Linked DNA regions of Lactuca sativa: region 2 is linked to region 1. Evidence: chromatin contacts called from public Hi-C data. All regions are on one chromosome and are shown on one strand. The core of a region is the stretch at or near the end of the contact, and the rest is flanking DNA. Distances in the headings are between cores, read along the strand shown. Region 1 holds the start of LOC111913315. Region 2 holds the start of LOC111894351 (hydroxyproline O-galactosyltransferase GALT6).

Region 1 (5,298 bases), core at 574-3,073:
GGTCAACAATCGGAAGACAAAGTGAGTTTTCAGATAAGCTCATCGTGATCATAAACTTACTTCATGAAACCATGATCACCAAAAGGGAACAATAGTGTTTATGAACCTCTAATCATTCAATCTAAATTCAAAAAAAAGATTTTTTTTTATTTGCAATTGAAACATAATAGGAAAGAAATCTGAACAAAGTAGAATATAATTGAAACCCTAAAAGCAGTGCCAAACTATCAAAATCACCACAAGCAAAAATTCAATTTTTAACGGTTCGATTATCCATATACATACGAAAGCAAAAACTCCATAAACCAACATTGACAGGTAATCTGCATAAGGAAAAAACTTTAAATTCAAATTGCGAAACGTACCTAGGTTCAATGAAACGTCAAGGTAGCGGTGGATATAAGAAAGCATATGAAGATGACAGGTTGAGAAGAACACCACAATCTGAAAATCACAAAGGGCATCTTAATCACAGGTAAAAAGGAAAAAAAATAGGTGCGTAAGTTAAACCTTCCATACGGGCACCGACAACGAACGATGCGGTAGACGGGGTCCTCCCTCGCCTTCCGTCTCTCCCCAAACCAAATTACCTGATAGACAGTTGGGGTCGATGGTCCCGTTGCAAGACGGATGTGGACTATAGAAAAAGAAATTCGATTTTGATATGCAAGGAATCAACAAACAACACTTAGAGGTCATCTTCATGGCTCGACAGAGGCCGTCGCATTAGTATCGAACAGAGAGAACAACTGACAACCGAAAATTGAACTTGGAACCATCTTGCTTATGGAGGCAGGCTACCTTCAACATAGAGGCCAACATAGAGGCCGAAATCAAACAGCGCCATGAACAGTGAAGAAGTAGAAGAGGGCTAAAAAGACACATACCTTCAATTGACGTGCCTGACCTCTGGTAACAATTGGGAATGCAAGCAAGCATAACGGAAACATATAAGCAAAAACAGAGTTACAGTTGGGTTGAGGAGGTTGAAGAAGACGCAAGAAAGGAATTAACGAATGACAGCCGCTTAAGGCGGTGGAGGATAGTGGCGGTGGGAATGAAAGGTTCGGGAAGTATCGAGAGTAGATCCCAATTTGAGGCGGTGGATATCGAGATTAACCAAACTCACGTCAACTAACCAACCCAAGGTACCCTAAGGATTGTCCAACTTTAATATGTATATATAATAATGAAAAATTTTAACTTTTTTTTTTATAAGATATTAGCTAATATTTACTTATCATTTTATAGTAAATTTTTATTATAAAATCGGAATTATTTTTTAAATTAAAGTGTTTTGAAGTAGCCACAACAATAATATTTTATATATTTATAGTAATCGAAGCTATAATTATCTAAAATTAAGAAATATCCATGTGATAGTATTATTCTTTTATTAACTTTTGACTTTGTTTTTCATTTTGATTGTAAATTGACTTTTTTTACCTTTTTAAATTTAAATTTCGATCAACCAAACCATTTGTATATGTTAACAATTGAACCAAATATTTCTTTTTCAACTCAACTGATGAAGCATGCACTTCTACTACCAAAAGTGATCACTAATATATAAGCATATAAGCAAAACAATATTTAAATATTCAAAAACATGAACTTTAATAATTTTATGAAAAAGTATCATATACTTTAATTATCTTTTGTTACAACCTTTTATTTGTTAATGTAGTGATGGTTAAAGTAATTTTAAAAAGAATAATTAAGTTTTAGTTTTAAAACAAATCAAAATAAAAAAAAAAGTTATTATTTTAAAAAGCTATAAATTAATTTGATTACGCGTTTAAAAACCGTGAAACTGAAAACCAACACATTACACATTCGGTCGAAAGGCGTGGCGGATACCCGACCCGTTTAAAAGGACTGTTAGAAGGGGAATCAGAGACAGCGAAGGAGAGACGATCCCAGAAAAAATGGTTGCGATTTCGCTTTACAAAGGGAAGCTCCACCGTAGCCCTGACGTTCCCCACCAATGGCTAGTGCCCACCCCCAAAATCTCTCCTAGGGATTTCAAGAATCTCCTCCAACGCCGTTCCAGAGCCCTTTCTCGCCTCGAGGCCACCACCCCGAACCCTAACCCTAACCCTAATGAGAATTCTGTTGAGGATGCTACTTCCGATGATAGAGAACCACCTGAATCCGACGGACCTGCTGTGGAAGATGTCTCCAAAGATGAGGAAGCATCAAAGGTTAATGACGATAAAACATTTGATGACGAATTGGTGAAATCGAATCATGCAGATCAACAAGCAAACGGTCAGAAAGAATCAAAGGTCGGCGATGAAGACGAGACTTTAGTGATTCCTGGTGAACAATTAGTGGCAGTTGATGATGCTAAAGCTGTTGTTGATGTCCCGGAAAACGCCTTAAATGCTGTGGATGACCTTCAAGAGGAAGGGAAAACGGATGCTCAACATCAGTTAGAGGTATTAATTGGTTATTGCAATGGATTGTTTATCATTTTTGAGAATTGAAACGAATGACTTTAACTATTAGTGTTTTTGCCTACCAGCCACTTAAGAACGTTACACTGAGTGATATAGAGAAAAGGAAAAAGGAGGTTGAAGAGAAGTTGCAGATCCTGAATGCAAGGAAGCATAATCTGGTACAAGTTCTGAAACAGGTGAGTATACTGTATATATTCCTTTCTTATTTGATAACCTCACCATAATTCTTTATTCTAACAAAATTCTTTCCTATCTTTGGGTTCATAGATTTTGAGTGCTGAAGAGGAGCTACGAAGAAGAAGCAGTGTGCAGCAGGGTACTACTACAGGGCACCAATCAATATCTCTCCAAGTGGATGTTGGGAATGACTCTGGTTCCATGAGTAGACAGGTGACTCCACGACCCGCTTCAGAAGTCAACTGTAATGGCGATACAGAAGGAGCAGATGCTGATCAAAATCAACATTCACGCAGTTTACCAAGAATGAGCAGCGTGTCACCATCTTCAGATTCCCTTCATAGAAGGACCCCTTTTGCTATGGTAAAACATAATCTAACAAAGTATATACAGTTAGATCATCATCATCATCATTTTTTATAAAAGGGGTGTGAATGAATCTTTTGGAATAAATGCAGGCATCAAATCCTTCACGAACAACTTCAGGGGTAGTGACAAGTAGCCCATCAAGATTTGCTCCTACAAGCCAACAAGGTAATGGTAATCCAACTGTATCTGTAACAGGAACAAATTACATTGCTTCATCTCCTTCACCAGCCGCCAATGGTGGCACTTCTGTATTCAGAGATGCCAGGCTTCCTAGTCCATGGAACTAAACACTTTCCCAATTTTAAAGAAACGTACAGGAGTCATTTGAAACTAGCTATTAGGTACACTTTGTTCATTTCATGACTTGATGTTACTAAATTTCTGCTTTGTTTACCATCTTTTTAGAGCTTTGAAAGATTCAGATATGTTGGAGCCATATGTGCTAATAAAAGTTCTTGGGCTATTGTATGAATATATGGATGTATAACAAGATTTTTATTAAACATAAGTACAGAAAAAAAAATATTTAATTAAATTCCATATTAGTACAAGTTTACACTTACATCCATCAAAGATAAATACATTACTAATACATTTTCACAAATTGAGAATCTACCCAAACTGTCAACAATAGCAGAGCCTCAAGCAAATGATGCACTTCGTACTAACTGAAAAATTAAAACGAGATATTAATAGTTGATTACATAAAGGCGAATCCTTATTTAAGTTTAAAATTTTTAAACGTATATGTTAACCAGAAAGGATGAGTAGTCTATGGAATTATGAAACTTTGAACTTCAGATCTCCAATCCAAATATCCAAATGGTCAAGTAGTCAACAGGACAGCAAGTTGCAAAATCACATCTCAGCAGTTTCAAATAGATTACTTTAAAATGAGCAACGGGTCGGGCCCGGTCTGACAACCGAAAACCAATTTTCAAAAATCGGAATCGGACCCGTTTATGGTTTTCCGGTTCCCCAAACCGGGTTTCGGTACTTCAAGTGGATTATAAGTTGTTGGACCGTTTGTTGGGCTTTCTGTTTGCTGCATATTTATTTATGGGCTTCCTTTATTTAGACCAAAACATAAACTTGAAATGCTTGTTTTGATGCATATCGTATTTCCTTAAAATTACGTCAATTTGGATTGATGGAGTTTTATACATAATGTGTTCTTTTTAAAGAATTTACTTTTAAAGATGTTTATTTTGTAATGGATGGATAAATCACTACTGTAATATTGCAAGATTGGTATTACTTTATAAGCATTTCTCCAACAAATATTATTTTCATGGAAGTTTTAGTCATTTTACATTAATAAAAAAAAAAGAATGCAAAAAATCACTACCATAATATTTAGGTACTAGTCGCATATGGCTAGTTCACGTCAATAGAAAAAGTCTATTCATATATTGGATCGATTTACAATTTTCGGATCCAGTATGGTTCTTACCCGAAAACCGATATGTTAAAAGCATTGGAGCTGACCCGGTTTTAGGTAAATCCGATTTCCGATCTTGTCCAATTCTTTGGATCATGCGCTCTAATAGGTCATTATTTAGTGGTTTGGGCTAGGCAATCTTTTGTGTAAGTCTTGATAGGGTTTTGGTCAGGTTGGAGGTGTCTTGTAGCTTGTTTGTATGTGTTTACGGTTGAATTGGTGTTCACGGCCGTAAACAGGTTTACGGCCAGTCAATTCTTATAAATAATTTGTGTCAGAGTCTGTCAGAAAAGTGACGTATCATAAGTGTTTACAATCGATTGTGTGTAACTCAAGGTGTACTAGACGTTTTTGTGAATGAACGTGTGCATTGCTTAATCATCTTATTTTTCTACTCATTCTTGTTATTGTTTGTTTTGATCACTGGTTTGGATCTTGTAATTGAGACCTTACAATTAGCATCAGGGAAAATCTGGTGTCAAAACAACTTTAGTGGAGTTTACGGTTGAAATGATCTTCATTTTCTTCATTGTTCAAAGCTTGGTTATGCATTTGTTTGAGTTTTCACAGCTAAAGGCATCAAAACTGCACGAAAAACACTTGTTTTCATCGTTTCTGGGGGTTTACGGTTATTGGTGTTGAAGGGAGTTGAGCCTTCCAACACAGAGCTCTTGGTTGAGATTGGCGTGTTGAAACAAACGATCATTGAGAAGGACGTGTTGATAGGTAAACTTGATGTTCGTCTCTCAGATGTTGAAGCCGAAAACGAAGCCAAGACAAAGCAAATATCTAACTCAAAAATCACCTTGGAGCGCTGACTGCATGCTATTATGACTTAAAGAACAAACT
Region 2 (4,834 bases), core at 2,267-4,766, 190 kb before region 1:
CTTACTTTGTTTGCCTCGTTTAAAACAATGTCGACTCTAACAAACGTGTCATCGTCACATTTCATGATATACTTTGCGGAAGCTGTATGAACCTAAATCAAATCATGCTACAAAAAGTTAGTACCCTTTGTATAAAGATTCCATCTTTTGTAATTCAAAACTCACCCCGTATTCGCATATTGCAACGGTTTTCAAAACAACGAGGTCGTAATGATCCATGTAAGGTACAATGACGATATCGCCAAAGAAGTCGGCTTCTTTCTTTAACTCGACATTCACTTCTTTTCTTGCGTGCTGTACATGTTATACAAGGTCAAAATAGTAATTTCACACGTTGTGGCGTAAATTGTTAATGTCATTTACTTACGAGTGCCACAAAGAAACGAGCAACGACATGAGAAGACTTGATGAGATCATGTTGCATCCATGACTTCCTAACCGCCATTCGCTCGGCGAAATGATTTCCTGATGAAAGAATTCCAATAAACAGATCGATGGGCCCACTTGGATGAGGCGGCGCCTTCCATTTTTGGGACATCTCAAGGTGTTTTTGGGGCGTGAAACTTGGATGTGCAGAAGGAAGAGAGGCAGCAAGTATAGTGTGGACATCAATGTCCCCTTTCAAAGCCAAACCCGTAGCATCCTCCAATGCAAATCCCTATGTCAATAGGAGAACTGCATTTGTTACATGGGACAAGACAGTCTTGATAAGACAATACAAAACATGTTTGGGCAAGACCTTATTGAACAAACTTTCTAGGACTATTTTAAATAACTTACGATGAGAACATTCATGTCTTTTGCATGAGCATCGAAACATTTTTCTATATTTTTTTTGTCTCATTACAATCTCGGTCTATGTCTAATACATGCCAAATGCAACATGTGTTGATGCACTTACTGTTCGATAAGGAAATGAAGTGATGTGTCTGCCATCAACATAGACATGATAACCCTCTAAACCCACGCTAAGAGTGAGGACAAATAGCTTCCCTTCTACAAAGGGAAAGGGCCAATCAAAAGGCACCTTGGTTCGGCCTATCACTCTCTTCAACCACCAACTTGATTTTGAATCTTCGAGGTGACCATCATCATCACGAACCCACTTCTCGCATTTCACCTTACCATCAACTAAAAAGAAACATGGAATAATAGGAAACCTTTTTATTTTCAAAATTCGATTATTTTGATCTTAAATTATCATAAATCACAACTTCATGTCATAGTAACAAGTCTAGATTGCATACATCGTAAATAATAGTCAATGTCATGTCACTGGTACCACATAAACAAATGTTCTTTCCAAAGAAGAAAATGACACCAAGGGGTCCATTTTCATTAAATTCACCCATAAATACCATTAAAACACTTGCTACCTTCATCCTAAGTTTCTTTTTTTATGATGCTACGAAATAACTATACCTTTTACTTTTGTGAAGTTTCAATACACGATCAAAAAACATGTTGTAATTTAAGTTTTTCAATGGGATTATCTTATTTCTTAACCTAATATTTCAATCGAACTTTGGGACCAAAGGAGCATTAAGGTTGAAGTCAACATCAAAAAATAAAGTTCATTTGCTAGTGGACCATTAAATTGAAAAGCTAGTTGTGGACCATTGAAATGACACCAGCTTTAGAAATATATTCTATTATTATTACCGGATGGGCAAAAGCATTTTTTAGGTAAAAAGGAAACGAATTGTATGATTTACAAATCATCCACGTGTATATATCTCCTAAAATTGTCTTATTTTAAATTATTATTACATCAATTTTAGTAACAGTTTATACTCATAAGTTGTATATTACTAATGAAATAAAAAAAAAAGGTGAACTTTAGTCGATTCAAATGGACTCTTTTGGCAAATCTCTTATAAATTAAAAAAAGTTATTTTGACATGTCATCAAACATGTTGACACGTGGATACACACGTTGACATGACTAGACAACTTGTAGAAATTTATCAAATGACAATTCATTCATTCATTCATGGGGAACAGAGTTTCTAAGCGTTGTCCTACTTCTAAATAAAAGCTTTATAGTTCATACATTTTGGTGTTGTTTTCTTCTTTTAATATAATTTAACAATCTTAATGAAGACAATATTTAAATATTTAATCCGACATATAAGATTATAACTCATAATTAAATATGTGACTTACCAGTCTCTTCTTCAACCCTAGACTTCCATCCCTCGCATCGATGAGCAATGCCCCATTGCATTCTGTAACAAGTGTTCTGTTCAATCACAGGTTTTCCACTCCAATCACCCTTCAATCGAGGATTAAAATGCAAAATTCTTGGTGGGTCTTCTCCATCAACAGTTTTCAAACCCTGCAACTCCATCATAAACTGTGAAACCTCACCCTGTTTCAACAATGAGATCTTTGGGTCCTGTTCAAAATGAGCCTTTCTAGGTCTCCCGACAAGAGTTATATGTGATCCCAATGTCATCCCACAAGGAAGCACGATAATGTTTCCCTTTTTTTGGAAACCAGAACCTGATAGCGTAATCGAACCAGGGCAACTCTCGATAGTTTGGTTTTTGATACCTTCTGTTATGTTGTTTTTCGATGGTGATTCAACTTCTTCCCAGAAACTCTTCCCTACGAGAAAAGCTTCTTTTGCAGATGTTTGAATTCCCCCAAATCCAGGTTTAGTGTTTACAAAGTCGACGTCAAATTTCAAGTTTGATAAAGCTTTGAATTCGCGGATTTTTCCAACACGCCTAGGATTTGATGGAGCATAATGGGGGACTTTCAGAGGTCGAATTGGGGATTCTTCTTCACTGTCTAAGACTAACGATTCCTTAGACAATCCGTCGGTGAAGAACAAGGTATTTCTAGAACTTTGTTCTGCATCTTTTTCTTGAGTAACTGATTTGAACAGGAAGGGTACTTCGAAATTGACCATGAGCAGCAGATACAAAATCCCTACGCCGATCAGAAATTGAATCCATCTTTTCTGTCTGAAAGACATGAACCCGTCTAATTTAGTCCGTTTCATGGTTAATCTCTTTAATTATCCAACTAAACGAGAACAAGAACAAGAACAGACTCAGAAGTCGGAAAAAAAACCAACCGTGGTGTGAATTATCGTGGATCATGAGAAGGAAACAAGTTCCGATTGATTTTGTATAGCTATTGGCTCTCAGAATTGAACATGAAACATCAGACACGTTTGGAGAGAGTGTTGCAGAGAGAGACGAAGGGTTATGCGGTGGAAGGGGAGGTAGAGTTTTACATGGAGACGTGGAACTTGGAAGTGTGTATTGAAAAAGAAGCTTTCGCAGGCGGTGGCCGGTGGCCTCTACCTGAAACCAAACAGAAATTGAATTGATTATCCAAAAATTCAAATTATGTGTACAAGTTAATCTTCTATATCATAGTTATCTATCCCACTGACAACTCTAATATGATAGATAGAGTCGTTAAAATTAAACTTTTGATTTTAGTACTTATTCTCAATTAAAAGATCATATTTTGTTCTGATGTAGCATATTATATCTATATTAGACTTTAACAAAATAATCTTATATAGTAATCATGAATAAGAATAACCCAATAATATTGTGGGAGTAGCCATCTCTGTGTTGTGTCATGTCAGCTTCACCACCAATCCATTAAATAATGAAAATGGTTACCACTCCAGAAATTCTATTTTTTTATTTTAACATTATATTAAATAAAAAAACATAATTTATAACATAAATTAATTTTGTGAAAACATAAAAAAATAAAACCACTATTTTTTTATTTTAACATTATATTAAATAAAAAAACATAATTTATAACATAAATTAATTTTGTGAAAACATAAAAAAATAAAACCACGTTTCATTAATTTAAAACATAGAAATTTAAAACTTAAATTACTAAAATTGAACATTACGTCTAAATAAAATAAAAATTAAAAAATATAGAAAAATTCTAATCGTCGTCATTGTCGTCACCGATATCATCCGTCTCGTCGTCACCGTCCTCATCCTCCTCGTCGCCACCATCGTCATCCTCTTCATCGTCACCATCATCATCCTCATCGTCTTCACTGTCATTTTGCCCTTGGAATTGTCTTTCCCATATGTATTCGGTCAAATCATGTCGTAGATTGTGATTTGTTTTACGGTTTTGTATTTCCAAAACTCTTGAGAAATATGCCGGACTGCCAACTTGTATTACTGCAGGTGAATTAAATATATCGTTTGTGGTATATGAACAAATAAGCCTACCCTCTTCTTCTATTACATGTTATGTAAAATAACACAAACAGTCAACACCGTCGTCAATTTTTCCCTGTCCCATGTTCGTGCCGGATGTTTGATTATGTGCCACTTTTGTTTGAGGACTCCAAACGCCCGTTCTATATCATTCCTTGCAGATTCTTGTACTAACTTGAACATTTTTCGTTTATTGTTGGCCGGAAATGTGTATGACTTGACAAATGTAGCGTATTCTGGATATATCCCATCACCTATGTGATACTCATATTTATATTCATTTCCATTGACAACATATGACATTTCTGGTGCTTTACCCTGTAAAATATCGTTAAATATCGGAGACGCTTAGAGCACATTCAAGTCATTGTTTGACCCCGCCATACAAAAGAATGCATGCCAAAACCATAAGTCATTTGAAACATCCGCCTCCAAAATAACAGTCGGCACCCCATGATCACCTCGCGTGAACAAACCATGCCACTTGTTGGGACAATTTGCCCACTCCCAATATGTAAAATCAATGCTACCAAGCATCCATGGAAAACCATGTTTAGCTTGATGCACGACATACAGCTGTTCGACATCGCTTTTAGTCGGATGTCGCAAATATA

What was found. A called contact is a pair of places that touch in the nucleus more often than the background predicts.
Region 2: a Hi-C map of bud shows a contact between it and region 1, with 5 times the contacts expected there. The contact joins the promoter of LOC111894351 here to the promoter of LOC111913315 in region 1. A contact is called at or near these places in 2 of 4 Hi-C or Micro-C datasets (bud and leaf).

The regions. Positions count from the first base shown.
Region 1 is chr5:41,505,757-41,511,054 of Lsat_Salinas_v11, reverse strand. It overlaps LOC111913315, which reads left to right and starts at 1,823. Exons shown (of 4, transcript XM_023909031.3): 1 at 1,823-2,441; 2 at 2,528-2,638; 3 at 2,730-3,002; 4 at 3,098-3,480. The coding sequence starts at 1,929. The coding sequence ends at 3,295.
Region 2 is chr5:41,694,460-41,699,293 of Lsat_Salinas_v11, reverse strand. LOC111894351 (hydroxyproline O-galactosyltransferase GALT6) reads right to left here and starts at 3,516. Exons shown (of 8, transcript XM_023890427.3): 1 at 3,086-3,516; 2 at 2,167-2,972; 3 at 902-1,131; 4 at 368-658; 5 at 166-294; 6 at 1-92. The coding sequence starts at 2,917. LOC111894348 reads right to left here. Exons shown (of 3, transcript XM_023890423.1): 1 at 4,644-4,834; 2 at 4,268-4,538; 3 at 3,934-4,181. The coding sequence ends at 3,934.